Regions from separate parts of the Pan troglodytes genome. Here region 1 is linked to region 2. Evidence: chromatin contacts called from public HiChIP or PLAC-seq data. All regions are on one chromosome and are shown on one strand. Each heading gives the region's core, a stretch centred on a gene start, on an enhancer-like site or on the middle of the called end of the contact. The rest is flanking DNA. Distances are from core to core; before and after follow the strand shown. Region 1 holds the start of NFU1 (NFU1 iron-sulfur cluster scaffold). Region 2 holds the start of ANXA4 (annexin A4).

Evidence for each region. HiChIP or PLAC-seq counts read pairs in DNA pulled down with a chosen protein or histone mark.
Region 1: an H3K4me3 HiChIP or PLAC-seq map of stem cell-derived excitatory neurons shows a contact between it and region 2, with 5 times the contacts expected there. The contact joins the promoter of NFU1 here to the promoter of ANXA4 in region 2. A contact is called at or near these places in 1 of 7 Hi-C or Micro-C datasets (stem cell-derived neural progenitor cells) and 1 of 1 datasets of contacts at active chromatin or transcription factors (stem cell-derived excitatory neurons).

The regions. Positions count from the first base shown.
Region 1 is chr12:53,301,803-53,305,144 of NHGRI_mPanTro3-v2.0_pri, forward strand. NFU1 (NFU1 iron-sulfur cluster scaffold) reads left to right here and starts at 1,773. Exons shown (of 8, transcript XM_054678482.1): 1 at 1,773-1,920. The coding sequence starts at 1,781. It overlaps LOC107973507 (a long non-coding RNA gene), which reads right to left and starts at 623. Exons shown (of 7, transcript XR_010149415.1): 1 at 545-623.
Region 2 is chr12:53,096,028-53,099,628 of NHGRI_mPanTro3-v2.0_pri, forward strand. ANXA4 (annexin A4) reads right to left here and starts at 1,677. Exons shown (of 16, transcript XM_016948681.4): 1 at 588-1,677. AAK1 (AP2 associated kinase 1) reads left to right here and starts at 1,725. Exons shown (of 17, transcript XM_054678473.2): 1 at 1,725-1,907; 2 at 2,208-2,606. The coding sequence starts at 2,444.

The DNA of each region.
Region 1 (3,342 bases), core at 523-3,022, 210 kb after region 2:
GACTTGGAGAACTTTTACTCTAGCTAGAGGATTGTAAATACACCAATCAGCACTCTATGTCTAGCTCAGGGATTGTAAACGCACCAATCAGCACCCTGTCAAAACGGACCAATCAGCTCTCTGTAAAACGAACCAATCAGTACTCTGTAAAATGGACCAATCAGCTCTCTGTAAAACGAACCAATCAGTACTCTGTAAAATGGACCAATCAGCTCTCTGTAAAATGGGCCAATCAGCAGGATGTGGGTGGGGTCAGATAAGGGAATAAAAGCAGGGTGCCTGAAGCAGCAATGGCAACCTGCTTGTGTCCCCTTCCATGTTGTGAAAGCTTTGTTCTTTTGCTCTTTGTAATAAATCTTGATGCTGCTCACTCTTTGGGCCCGTGCTGTCTTTATGAACTGTAACACCCATCACAAAGGTCTGCAGCTTCACTCCTGAAGTCAGCGAGACCACGAACCCACCAGAAGAAACAAACTCCGGACACATCTGAACATATGAAGGAACAGACTCTGGACACACCATCTTTAAGAACTGTAACACTCACCACGAGGGTCCATGGCTTCATTCTTGAAGTTAGCGAGACCAAAAACCCACCAATTCCGGACACAGTAGCACAGAGGCTGTGGGTGGTTTGACTAGAGCAGGCCCTAGGAATGGTGGGACACAGAAGCCTTGTTTCAGGGGTTTGAGGAGTGGGAAGTGAAAAACTAGAGACTAAGAGTGCAGACAACTTTTTAAAGCCACTTGGTTCTGAAGGGAAGAAAAGAGTGTGGAAGAGGATTTGGGGCAAGGCAGGATTTTTCTTATAAGGAATCCATCAGAGAGGGAAAAATTGAAGTCTGAGAAGAATGATTGTTCCAAGGTGGAAGAGCCACATTTTATTTTTGATTGAGGGTCAAAAACAGAGCCTTGGACTGCCTTGTGGTCTAGAATGGGTGTGTGTGTGGGGGTGGGTGGGGGGTTGGATAGGGGAAGACCACTAGTAGTTAAAAGCAAGTACACAGCATTGGGAATGAACCAAACTGGTAGGAGGCACAGCCCACTCAGTGTGCGGGCCTGGGCGAGCTGCAGGCCTGAAACCCACCCACCCTCTTAGATGTGTCTGTGGGCCATAGAAATTACTAGGGTTGTCTTGGGTGTGGCCTCAACCTGTTCAACAACAGGTGTGCTGTTTCCATTCTGGAAACCAGTCCTCTGTCTTCCAGAACAGTGATTCTCAAATTTTAGCTGGCATCAGAATCCTGGGAAGGGTTTGTTAAAACACTACTAGGCAGGGTGAGGTAACCTAAGAGCTTTTGGAGGCCCAGGTGAGAGGGATCACTTGAGGCCAGCAGAGTTCAAGAGCAGCCCAGGCAACACAGGGAGACCTCTTCTCTACAAAAATACTACTACTACTACTGCTACTAAAAGCCAGGCACCGTGGCTCACACCTGTAATCCCAGTGCTTTGGGAGGCTGAGGCTGGAGGATGAATCACTTGAGCCCAGGAGTTGGTTTTGGTGAGCTATGATCGCACTCCTGCTCTCCAGCCTGGGCAACAGAGATAGACCCTGTCTCTGGAAAAAGAAAAAAAAAAAAAAAGCAAGTAACGAAAAGATTTCTAGTCCCCACCTATAGAGATTGTGCCTCAGTAAGTACAAAGTGGGGCCCAGGATTTCTAACATGTTCTAACGTGCATTTCTAACGTGTTCTCCTGCTTTTTTTGGCCCCTAGTCCGCACTTTGAGAACCGTTGTCCTAGAGAAAACGGAATACTCCAGGAAGGTTCTGGAAGAATAGGTAATGGGCTTTGGCACTCTGCCCTGGAAACTAGTCAAGTCTCATGTTAATCGGAGAAGGGCAGCACTGTACCAGATACATCCTCTGTGCGGGTTGGTCCAAGATGACCAAGTGGCAGCTGACAAGCACAGCTATGAAGAAGGGTTAGACACAGTTCCACATCAGACCCATGGGAAAAGGGCAGGAGAAATGCGAGAACCTTTTAGAAGGAATGCTCCAGGGAGTCTTTGGGGGCAGTCACTGAGCTGGGCCTGGAGGCTGAGTAGGGTCCTAGAGGAGGGAATGGGTCAGGTTTACGGGCTGGAAACAGCATTCGCAAGGCAGCACCAGCACCAGCTAAAAACCTAGCCAACAGGGAAAACAAAGTACGGAAACACGCATGCGTTCACAGTGCTGCGTGAATTAACCAAGCGTCGGCGCAAACGGGAAAGGGTCCCCGGCCTCTCTTGGTCAGGGTGACGCAGTAGCCTGCAAACCTCGGCGCGTAGGCCACCGCACTTATCCGCAGCAGGACCGCCCGCAGCCGGTAGGGTGGGCTCTTCCCAGTGCCCGCCCAGCTACCGGCCAGCCTGCGGCTGCGCAGATCTTTCGTGGTTCTGTCAGGGAGACCCTTAGGCACTGCGGCTAAGATGGCGGCGACGGCCAGGCGGGGCTGGGGAGCTGCGGCTGTTGCCGCCGGGCTGCGCAGGCGGTAGGTGACGAGCCTGGAGCTCCGAATAGGTGTGCCGCTGGGCTTAGCCAGCGGAGCGGTCGCCGCCTTGCAGACCCTTTCTCGAGGCGGGTGGGTAGTGCATCTGATGGAGCCGGCGGGCCCTCCCTGTCGCCGTAGTTGGGGGTGAGCCCTGAGGCTGTCTGTGCGGGAACTCGGCGCTTCTGTGGCCTAATCCGGGCGGACTCTCTGGAGCTTCCTCTCAGGCTCAGAGACCCAGTTCTTGAGTCTCTGCGGTACGGAAGCTTGTAGGGACTGGCTGTAGAGCCAGAACGGAGGAGCTGTTTTAAAATCGTGTGCCTCTCCCGCCCCCAGGCCCTCTACCGGGTGCATTCCCTCCTCTTCTAAACACAGAATCAGAATGTCACACAGAAGGGAAGAAAATACCTTGTCTCGTTTCCTCATTTTCCCAGTAAGGCCCTGAAAGAGGAGGTGACATGTCCAAGGTTACACAGTTTCTAAGTGATGGAATTCCGACGAGAACCCGGACCCCTAGATTCCCTGCACCCACCACCATTAAGCCCACTCTGTTCCCTTGTTTTTCCCGCTTCCCTGAGACGTATCTTTGAGTTTCACCTTTCAAAGACTTCTGTGAACATTGCTAAGAGGACATTTATGTAGGTGTACCTTAATTTTACGTCTGGAGAAAATGGCCTACGGAGAGTTTGCCCTCTTGAGTATTAGACATTGTAGTGTTAATGGTGCTCTTGAAGTTTAAATGTATATCCTAAAAAGATTTAAGTTGGTAGAATTTTTTGTTAGTTACTTCCTGTGTTTGAGTAGATGTCTTCCTTGAATAATGTAATCCACTCTTACTTTAAAAAAACAAGACTTTAAACCTGTATGTTGGAATGTG
Region 2 (3,601 bases), core at 427-2,926:
AAATGGGGGTCAATGAGTCTAATTCCAAATGAGCTTTCTCATCTATTTTAAGATCTGTTTCAAACTTCCTCAGACAAAAATCTGGCCTTTTAAGGAAAGTGCAGAGAACATGCCTTCGTGGGCTTAGTTTGAGGGAATAGGGGCTGCATTTCATCCTGGAGATGGCTACATGAATTCGTGAACTGAGGTGACAACACTGACTCTCTCCGGAAGAAAAGATGCTATCTCTTCACGGAGTTTAATTACAATGGCACTACTTGAAACAAGCTGCAGCAGCAGCAACAACAAACGCTACTGTTAGCCCAGTCACAGCTCAGCTCAACATTCAGATTAGAGAAAGCAAGAACCATTTTTTTCCCTGGGACACCCTTCTCTACTCAAATACCCGCTGAAAAAAAAAATTCTGAGACAAGCACTAGGGAGTGGGGAAAGCGGGCAGAGATGAACAATAACCCATATTCAGGGGTTAGAAAAATAATATTAATAAATCATGGTAGTTTTTTTGTTTGTTTGTTTTTGGCAGGAACTTGCCACTCTTCAGCATCATCCATCAGGAAATCTAGGGTCGGAAAAGTGTACCAACTGACCTTCCAAATTTTCTGCATTTGGTAGATGCAAATCACACAGTCCATCCCCGCCCTCAGCACTTGGACGGTATCAGGGAAACATAAGTATCAGTGGAAGAATCTTGAAGTGAAAAATAAATAACTGGTCAGGTTAGGGTTAGTGTTCTTGTGTGCAAGGGAGCTAGTGAAGTTTAGGCTTTGATGCGCACCCACAGCGTCAGCAAAGGAGGAGGAATTAAGGGACAGCATGGGCCGAAAAGCCCCCGAGTTTTGAGGTCAAGCCAACGGGCTGGGTCTCCGGTATCCTAGGATCTGCCCTGCACACAACCTTTGGCAGTTTCTCGGTTTGAATCTCGCCTGTACATTTCCAGACGAGACACTGTCTTACTGAGCGTTCTCACAGCGCCTAGCTCAGAGCTGACCGCAGAGCCGGCTCTCAATAACATCTAGACGCAAAAGCAGCTTTTGAGGTTAGGGGCGGAAGGGCATCGGTTTTACTTATTTTAAGGCTGGAGCTCGGTGCAGCCGGATCCAACTGCCAGCACAATGTTCCCGATCACTTCTCGCTTCCATTTCAGCCCAGGAGACGTCGGGAAACCCACAGGACCCGCTAGGGGCTAAGCGGTTAAGCCGCGTCCTCCAGGTGTCAGTCTCGATCCGTTCGGAAACCACAACCTCCAGAATCCCTTGTGCCAGGAGGCCAGGCCGCAAATAAGATGGCTCCAGAAGGGTGGAACATACAGCAGGGGGGGAACTTAGTCGTTGGCAGTTTCTTCACGGGATGTGTTTAAATTGCCGAGTCCCCACATACGCGCCACCCCACAAATCTCCTTCGAGGCCGTGGAGGCCACGGCTGCCGCCTCGCCCGCTCCTCCAGGAGTATGCTGGGATTTGTAGTCCAGCAGCCGGACTGGGCCGAGCTACCTTTCCCAGCTTGCCCTGCGGCTCGGGTGATATCAACAGTCTTTTCCAGAACTCTGTCTGCACTGAGACCCTCTTCCCCCAGTCCTCTTCTCGCGGTCGACTCCTTCCCATCCGTGGCGACAGAACGGCGGTTACAGGAGAGGCCCCGGTCCCTCGCCGCGCCGCCCCGAGGGGCACTTCCGGCGGCGGTTCACTTCCTGGTTGGGTGGATGGAGCCGGGCGGGAGCGCGCGCGGGGGAGGGGCGGCGGGTCAGTCTCCGCCCGGCGCTCCCGGGATCAGCTGGCGGGCGGGCGGGAGCCGAGCGCGGCCCCGGCTCTCGCTGCAGCGCCGCCTCTTCTCTGCGTCGCAGGCCGGCCCGGCGGCCGTGACAATGTCGCGGGGCTGGTAGCAGGGCGCCGGCCGCCGAGCCGTCTCAAGTGGGTGCTGCCAGGATGCCGCCTCGAGGGGCGGCGGGGAGACCCGGGAGGAGCGGGAGGCAGTGCCCGGGAGGGTCGGCGCTGCCGGGGCAGCTCGGATCCCTCCTTTCTCCGAGCTCCCGGCTCGGGGGTCCCGGGTTCTGGGGCCGGGGTCGCGTTTTCAGCCCCACGGTTTTTCTCGCCGGGAAAATACATGAAGCGTTTCCCCAGGATGATGGCTTTTGCTCCCCCTAGGACTCAGCGGTTGAATTTTTAAGCGTGTTACTGATTCATCCTCTCTTTCTTCCTCTGTCATCACAGGTTTAAACTTACACGAATCGCTTTCTGGAGGAGGAGGGGACCCGCCGCGCGATTGACACGCATATTCCTATAGGCATCCTCCCTCAGCCCCCACCCCCACGGCCGGATTCGGGTGGCTCCTCTCCGAGGTGAAATCCGAGAAGAAATCCTTGGATCTCTTTTCTTTAAAAAAAAAAAAAAAAAAAAAAAAATCTAGAAACCATCGGTATTTTGCTTTGCTGCTCCCTATTCGCAAGATGAAGAAGTTTTTCGACTCCCGGCGAGAGCAGGGCGGCTCTGGCCTGGGCTCCGGCTCCAGCGGAGGAGGGGGCAGCACCTCGGGCCTGGGCAGTGGCTACATCGGAAGAGTCTTCGGCATCGGGCGACAGCAGGTCACAGTGGACGAGGTGTTGGCGGAAGGTACGGTGGGGCTCAATGCGCCGTAAATTAAAATCTTGTGCTGATGCGGCAATACTGTGGTTTCTAGTTGTTGCATGTATGAATGGGCTTTGACCAGTTGACCCTCCCTTCCCCCTTCACTTGCCCTGTGAGTCATTGTCCTTGAGAGATTTAAAATTGAGATTTGAAAGTGACTGGGCTTATGGGGGTGTGGGGAGGTTGCCGAAATTGTTTACGTTAGTGGCCTTTTATTTTTATTTTTTTAATATTGAGAAGCCAAATTTTGAGGATCACACAAGAAAACGTATGTGTGAAAGTGTAAAGCTTTATGCCAAAGGCAGGGTGATGGGCTTGTCATCCTCCTAAAACTTAAAATCTTGATGTGAAGGCTGAAGGGTGGGGGGACTTTTAAGAAGAGAGGGGTTTCTCCTTCTCCTACCCAACTTTCCCACTTCCATGAGCAGGCATTGGAAGGAAGAGAGGATTTTTGGAGAACGTGAACGTGTTTTTCCAAGGGCCAAGGCTCTTGGTGGATTTCACTAGTAGATTTGTTTCCTGACCCAACTGTAATCAGGTCCCCAGGTTATAGCAAAGATAACAGAAATTACATAAAACAAATGTGGTTATTTTGAACTCAGTCTAGTAGGCCCCTCTTCCTTCTCGCTTTAGGTTTTGTTTTTTGTTTTTTTAATCAAAAGAAAAATTACTTGAGAGTGGCTCTGATTTTGTTTTTTCGCTATCAGAGAGGATGTTATTTAGATCTGCTGCATAAATTCCCTCTGTGTTTCATCTGTGTGTCTATACTCACGTAGATATACATCTTGATTCCCCCAGGCTTTCGGGAAATCTTTGCATGTCTCTTTTGGTAACCTTAACCTCGACCTTCATAATTATGCCAGACTCATAGTTTTCACAGCCCTTCGCCTGCCTAGTGTGCTTTTATTTTTAATAAAAGCAGCAATTTCCTTGGCATGAAGCAATTCAGACTGATTGGATGGGGCCAGCCTGCTGTAGGT